2 separate regions of the Zea mays genome follow, and region 2 is linked to region 1. Evidence: chromatin contacts called from public Hi-C data. All regions are on one chromosome and are shown on one strand. Each heading gives the region's core, a stretch centred on a gene start, on an enhancer-like site or on the middle of the called end of the contact. The rest is flanking DNA. Distances are from core to core; before and after follow the strand shown. Region 1 holds the start of LOC100281484. Region 2 holds the start of LOC100277202.

The links. A called contact is a pair of places that touch in the nucleus more often than the background predicts.
Region 2: a Hi-C map of endosperm shows a contact between it and region 1, with 4 times the contacts expected there. The contact joins the promoter of LOC100277202 here to the promoter of LOC100281484 in region 1. A contact is called at or near these places in 6 of 25 Hi-C or Micro-C datasets (ear, endosperm, leaf and 2 more).

What each region holds. Positions count from the first base shown.
Region 1 is chr1:160,195,123-160,199,143 of Zm-B73-REFERENCE-NAM-5.0, reverse strand. LOC100281484 reads left to right here and starts at 1,665. Exons shown (of 16, transcript NM_001154402.2): 1 at 1,665-1,773; 2 at 3,700-3,883; 3 at 3,988-4,021. The coding sequence starts at 3,785.
Region 2 is chr1:160,693,769-160,697,296 of Zm-B73-REFERENCE-NAM-5.0, reverse strand. LOC100277202 reads right to left here and starts at 1,585. Exons shown (of 2, transcript NM_001328639.1): 1 at 1,374-1,585. The coding sequence starts at 1,472. It overlaps LOC100273400, which reads left to right and starts at 1,886. Exons shown (of 2, transcript NM_001147837.1): 1 at 1,886-2,097; 2 at 2,177-2,834. The coding sequence starts at 1,948. The coding sequence ends at 2,608.

The DNA of each region.
Region 1 (4,021 bases), core at 416-2,915:
ACTTGTCATCGCATCCATATCATGACACGACACGACACCAAGGGGGTGCGCGGCTCGGCCCATGCCCATTTAACACCATATATACCCGTGTTCCGATATGGTGCGTAGCTAAGAGGGTTACACCCCAACGGTTTTCTATTGGGTTTCATCTCCATTTGAGTGATTAAGTTTTTATAGCTGTCTCGCCACGCCTAATGCACTCTACCTCTTTTACGTGGACTTCACATCGATTAAATAGTTAAATTATATAATTATGATATTATACATTATGAAGTGTGTATGCTATAGCAGTACCATACTTTTCATTTTATGTGATATGTTTAGATGTTGGAGTATAATATTTGGATTGGAATAGTCTAAACATTGCAGTCTACAATATAAAGAAATGTTTTATACGACAACATGCACGCTAAGTTGGACCTAAGAGCATCTTTAAGAGACTAGTTAAATCAGAGGCGGATTTGCGACCAGGGCTGTCTGGGCTGCAGCCCCGGTCGCGGCCCAACAACGCGAGGAGTAGAGAGTAGGGAGAGGAATAGGCTCATACGGACCAGCCCCAGCACAGCGGCACCGCCAGCCCCTAACCTAAGGAGAAGCAGCCGCCAGGGCGCCCGCGCACGGACGCACCGCGACACCGGCGAGGCGGCGACCACCACGGGCCACGGCACCGCGCCACCGTCTGTCCGCCCGCCCAGCGCCCAGGAGCAGTCTGCAGGCCCACGGCACCGCGCCACGGCGCCAGCATCCGCCCGCCCAGGAGCAGGCCGCACGGCCGCACCTCACCTGCTCCTGCTCGGCTGCTCGCCTAGAGCGGCTGGAGCCTGGAGCCCGGAGCCGCCGCCCGCGAGCCGGACCGCCGGACGCCAGTCGCCCGTCGGCCGTCACAGTAGAGCAGCAGTCCAGCAGAGGCCAGAGCAGTAGAGCACTGCCGCAGCGAAACAGAGGCCAGAGCAGGGGTTTGTGAATTGTGATTTAAAGCTTGATTTGAATTTGATTATTTATTTGATACTAATCTCATGTTTAATTATAGGAATAAGATTTTGAAGCATTTTCAAGGCTTAAGAACTCGGAAGATAAATTTACCTCGCAGCATCAACTCATGAACGGTATGTGCAAGATTATTGTATTTATAAATTTTGTATCGACTTATTTTTAGACTACATATTTCTTAAATGTTTAAATTATATCTTGCTTCTTATGTCATATTAAACATCAATTATATTTTTTTGTTTGGTTTAAATTTTTTGTTATAGTTTTAACTTAGTAGCCAGCCCCCTCTTGGATCAATCCTGGATCCGCCACTGAGTTAAATGGCTCGCCAAACCAAAATTTGGCTACTCAACAGCAAAATAAGTCTCTAACATACTAGCTATCTGACTCTCTAAATTGGCTTTCTTACTAGCCAAATTTGGTTAGCCACATGACTAGTAAAAATAGATAGATAATCTGTTGGAGTGAGATGTTACATATATAATATAATATTTATAAAAAAGTAAATAGAGAATCAAATAGAAAGCCAAAAATAAAGAGTATCTTGGAAATGCTGTAAGCTGTCTTAGCCATTCTATCCTTCACATTTCAACTTCACGGTAGACAGCCTAATGAAAAAAAAATAATCCCTCCTCTCGATGAAAGAGAAAAGAGGTACTGAGGGAGCAAGAGTCGCACACTCAGACCAGACCGCCGCCGCCGCGCCGGTGATCGAGTCTCGTCGGCGCTACCTTCACGCCACAAGACAATAAGCATCGACAGCCAGGTTCGGCTCCACCAAACGTAAGCGCTCACCTCGTAAGTCCTAATCCCCTCCTATTATTGTCGATTCCATCACACTGGATTCCATGACCTTACTTAAAATCCTCGATTCCGTTTTCGTATATATGTATGTATGCATGCATTACTACTGTTGCACTTCCTTTTCTTTCGTTTAACTATTCGATTACATATATTTCGATGGATTGTCCATATGCCTCCGCACACTAGGGTTTCATTTATCTATTTCAATCAAATAGGCTGCTTGCAGTCTTAACATCCAGATCCATGGAACACCTAACCTAAGCTTCCATGTGCATATGGACGGGCCAATAGGGTCCAGACCTCACTGTCTCTTTTACTTATCTACTTACAAACAAAACAGAACAACGCTTCAGTGCTCATCGTTTTCATTTATATATACGCTAGCTCATGCAATGCAATACCTGATTATGATTGTAAGTTTTCGTCACTGCAAAGACTAATCTTGCTAGTAGTATGAATGCCAGGCGAGCATATGGGTTCATTGTAGTGTCATACTGATGTTCATCATTCGATCTGTGACAAGTGATAACATTCTTCTGTTTTCTGGTTTAAAACTTTCAGGTTTACTTGGTCAAAATTCAGATGTGTAATGCCAATTCAACAGCTTTATGTTCCTTGCCTCTGAACACTATGCCTGTGTTTGGCCTTTTTGTTTCTTATTCTCCTGTATCTCTTGTTTGGTTGATGTGGTAATATCATACTGTGGCCTACCACAAGTTCTTGACTGTGAAGCCCAGACAAATTGTAGTCATTGAGTTAACCAGGGTTAAGCTTGTTTTATGTTCAGATGGGCAGGTAACAATAGAGAAGGTCTTTTGTTCCTTACCTCCAAACATTTGGTGGACCGCAGACTCCATATGTGTGTGTGGCCACATTGTCTCCATCATCAAATAGTTAGGGCGATACAGAGGAAACACACACACACACACTAGTAGTCTGAATAGTGAATACATCTTACAGATCATCAAACTGGCCACTGCAGGAGGGGAAATGTATGCAATGGCCGGTGAAGAAGAGAGCAGATACCCTTGTCTTGGCAGAGATAACATGGATGCTGTCTTCCGGCAGCAAGGAAGTAGGAAGTGGCAGACATGAGGATTAGCAGTAGGAAGAAATGAAGTTCAGGTCCTGGAGGCACCTAAACGAACTGATCAACTAATTACTGTCACAAAGACATGAGGGTTTACTTTTATGTGAACGAATAAAAGGGAATTGATGGGGAGTTTTTTTTTCTTTTTCTTCCCAATAGTTTATAGGAAGGTCCAAACACCAGTCTCAGGACTCTATTTTGTAGGTGTTTTTTTGGAGATGTTCTTAGGGGACCAGCATAAAATTCTGTGAAGTTTTTGTTTGGAAGGATGGCAATAGCTCTTCAGTACTGTGTCAAATCCTAAAATTTGACAGCCCCCTCTGCATCCTCCCTGCATTCTCTTCTCCCCGTGCTCTCTCTCTCTCTCTCTCTCTCTCTGTGTGTGTGTGTGTGTGTGTGTGTGTGTGTGTGTGTGTGTGTCCCCCTCTCTCGGTGACAATTGGGTGACCACCATCACTGCCCTATGCAACCTGCTGAGCCAATGACAACAATGCATTCACATGCTCTTGAGGAACGCTCTTTCCTCAATCTGCAGAGCGGCATTTTCTCATGATCCTCACAACGACGAAGGGCCAAGTCTAGACTCCGTCCTTTATCCAATTTGGCCCTTTCCCATATATATCCTATATATTATGTGTATAAAAGATCTGGTCCATGAGTCGGGGTGCTCATTTGGCCCTTGGGATTTGACAGACTTGAAGTCCTACCAAACATGGCCTTAAACACTACTTATGTTTGATGTCTAAAAAAATGTTTCCATAATTGTATACAACCAATTGTTTCACCAAAAAAAGGACTAATGTCTTGTTCTTCAGGTCCTTGCTGCAAAAACATCATCTTTTATACAGTCATTGTGCGCACTGGCCCCTTTCCACTGGCAAGAAGACCCTGAAGTCATCGATGTGCGGTATTGCCCTTGTCCTCGCCAGTGACCGCCTTGTCATCGTTCCCTGTGCCACTGCAACTACTGCCGCATTGGAGACCCAGCACTCCTGCAAGGTATGTTACTACAACCTCGAACCTCCCAAACCTTCAGTTAAACCCTGTCCATAAACTAAACCTTAGCTATCTTAGGTTGATTTGCTGCTTTCACGTAACTGCAGAGGAAGGGCGTGCCAGATGAGCTGAAGGAGGCCC
Region 2 (3,528 bases), core at 336-2,835, 500 kb before region 1:
TTTGAAGGCGAAAACTTGCAGCCAAGCCAGATAAATGTAGGTCTAGCCTAGTCTAGATAAACATGTGGAGCAGAGATGTTATGTGCAGTCTAGATATTTCTCTTGGTATATATCTTGGCTTGTTGAATGCAAAACAGTGGCTGCATGGTTGTAATGTTTCACACATCTTCAAAAAAAAAAAAAAAACCCACCGAAGTTGACTAAACAGCCCCTACCCGTAACATCATTTTTCTCCTCATGCCTTCACATTGGTCGGACAGACTTTGTGAAACAGTACGGAAACAAAATCCAGGTTTATTGGTTATGTGCCAGGAACAGAGATAACCAAGGTTTTCTGCAACAACAAGGATAGATGAAATGAAGAATACGGCCTATATTTTCTGTAATTTACAGTACAGCCAAGATCTATGTCTTTTTTTTATATGAAGAAATGGGTTATGGTCAAAAAAATAAAGATAACCAAGGTTTTCTGCAACTTTTTTATTTATTTTACGTCTTCTGCAGCTTGATGAAAAGAACGTATGTATTCTGTAATTTGCACTACAATCAAGATCTATTTCATTGAAAAATGGGTTATGTGCCAGAAGCAAAGATAACCAGGGTTTTCATCAACTATTGATAAGATAATTAGAACCTATATTAAAGAGTCGCTCCCACACCAAGGGATAGTTTAAACTGACACTTGAGCCTGATGTAAGTCAATTCATTGGCATATGACTATGAGAGAGAAAACTGAACCCAAGCTGATGCAAAAATAGCAGATCGAGGAAGGTACGTACAAGTTAATAAGCTAGAGCTCACACTACGCAACCCAACAGTAAGAGCCTCAATGATGAAAGTAAGGGACTCCAAACAAAAGGGGTCCAGCGAACATAACTTGCGTTAGTTTCAACCATGACACCAACAACAAACACAGTCAGACATTAAGCGAACACGAACTGCAGCAACTTAATCGCATCAATTTCCTCCATATAACGTAATTATGCTCCAGGACAGTCACATATACACAAGAAATTTGCAAAGCACAATCGTAGATGGCTATCTGTGCAAGCAAATTAGTGAGACAACTATACTCAGCAATCAGTATGCGCGCAACTAATCACAGAAGACATGCAGGAGAAACAGAACAGGAAGTCTAAGACAACTCACGATAACGTAACAATCGTCATGCTCAAACTCAATCCTAGTACTATTTTACCAACAAGGCAGTGAGATCAGTCGCCAACGTTGCAGGTTATTAAACCGAAAAACTTTTACAATCTACCATTGTCCCAAGTTAGCAATCCCGAACCGTGAATCGTTGGTACCAGTACCAAGTCAAGAATCAAAGCGAAGTGCGAACGAAAAAAATGTGTGAGATGAGGGTTGCTGACCTTGTTTTTGGCCCAGTTCCTCTCGTCGTAGAGCTGGGAGTACAGGAACACGGTGAGCTTGTCCCACGCCTCCGTCACCGCCGCAACTGGCCCCGCCATGATCCCGCTCTCCGATCGCCCTCCGCCTCTTCTCCGATGGGTTTCTGAAGGGTTTTGCTCTTTCGCCTCTAGAAATGAGTTCGTTGTTTCTTGCGCTGCGTTGCGGCGGTAATAACCTGAGGGCTGTTGCCGGTTGGAGCCTTGAAGGTCGTCTTAATGGGCCGTTTGAGCTTTTCCTCCCAGATTAAAAAAACGTAATGGGCCTTTCCTCCCAGATAAAATAAGATATGGTCCAATTTAGGCCCAAGGGTAAAAAAAACGAAATCCTCCTATGAATCGACTCCGCTCCGCTGGGATCGAAAACCTTTAGCCAGTAGAGAACGGCCACGTGTGCAGGATGGATCAGGCAGCGCACCTCGACCAAGAAAGATTGCCGCGGCCGGCTTGCGCTAGGCCACTGATTGGGTTGGCAGCGCGCCGCGGCAGCAGAGGGGGAGAGAGAGAGGCAGAGCGAGCGAGCGAGAGAGCGCTGGTCATGGCGTCACTGTCTGTCGCCGCCGTGGCGGCCACCATAGCGATGCCAAGCAGCAGCGGTGGGAGAGGGCGCCGTCTCAGGGTCGCGTCCATGGCCACCCAGAAGGGCCAGAAGCCGACGCCCAAGACCGTCTCCGGCACGAGAAGATCGGTAAGCCATTTCCTACGTACGCCTCTCATTTGTTGAGTCTCAAGATCGGCGGGTGACAACGGTGGGAGCGCGCGTGCAGGGCACGACGACGGTGTTCCCGGTGGGCGAGCCGGGCCCGCGGCCGGCGACGACGAGCGGCAAAGCGCCGGTTAAGCTGCTGACGAACGTGGAGAAGCTGCGGCTGCTGACCAAGGCGGAGCGCGCGGGCCTGCTGTCGGCGGCGGAGCGCGCGGGGCTGTCGCTGTCGGCGATGGAGCGGCTGGGCCTACTGTCCAAGCTGGAGGAGCTGGGCGCGCTGTCGGCGGCCACGGACCCCGGCACGCCCGGCGCGCTGCTTGCGCTCGCGCTCCCGCTGCTGGCCGCGGGCCCCGCCGTCGTGTACCTCGTCCCCGAAGAGCAGGCGTGGCAGGTGGCGCTGCAGGCCGTCGCCGCGCTCGTCTGCGTGGTCGGAGGCGCCGCCGCGGTGGCCGCGTCCACGTTTGTGTCCAGGCTGCAGGGCTCCTCCAGCTGACGAGCGCATTTGCAGCCGTATCTAATTTCCCGTGCATGGCTAAGCAGAGAATTGCTCTATGCTTATAACGTAATAAATAGTGCGTGCGTTGCAACGGGAACATATAATATCACGATAACTTATATATAAAATGTGTGTTATACTGTTATTAGAAAAGATTTCATAATTTATTTATGATCCTAACCATACATAAATTTTGTTATTTTAATCTAGTTGTTTCACCACTACATTGTGACCATCAGTGCCATGTAGATTTCTATGTATGCTATGATTTGCATGGCCTTGTCGTTGGAGAGCACGTCCCACACCTGACGGAAGAAGTTTCCTCATACATCGTCAGTCATCAGGCACGCACCAACGTACGTTTTTGCTTAAACAAAAAGACAAGTGTGTGTTTGCGAAGAGAATTAAAGACGGACAGGCACAAAAGCTACCCTCGACGGTGGCGAGGATGACGAACTGGTCATTGCTGTCGATACTCATCTGCGTCACCTCCGGTGCCGAGATGAGCCACTATCCTTGATACAGTAGTCGTCAAATGCGCGCGACATGGAGAGCCTCGACGAATCTTGGCTAGGCTGCTAGACGAACTGCACCTCAGGCTCATCAGCGAGGTAGCACACCTGGCCGTTGCACCGCCGGTTGCGCTCCTCCCGTACATACATCGTGTTTTAGGACACTCACACAACGTCAGCAACGACTGTCGTCCCAGCACACAAGAATTCATGGCCGGTCAGTAGCGACTTATGTGGCAGGTCGGGCTTCAGGTCGACGATGAGTTGGACGATAATGATGACATCGTCGTCGGATGCGATGCCTAGAACAACCTAGGAGTCGCCGACGTTGGCGACGACCATGAGGTCTCTTGCTTGATGATGGACAGCGCGGTGCAGGCACTCTGGACCACGTCCTAGCGATGG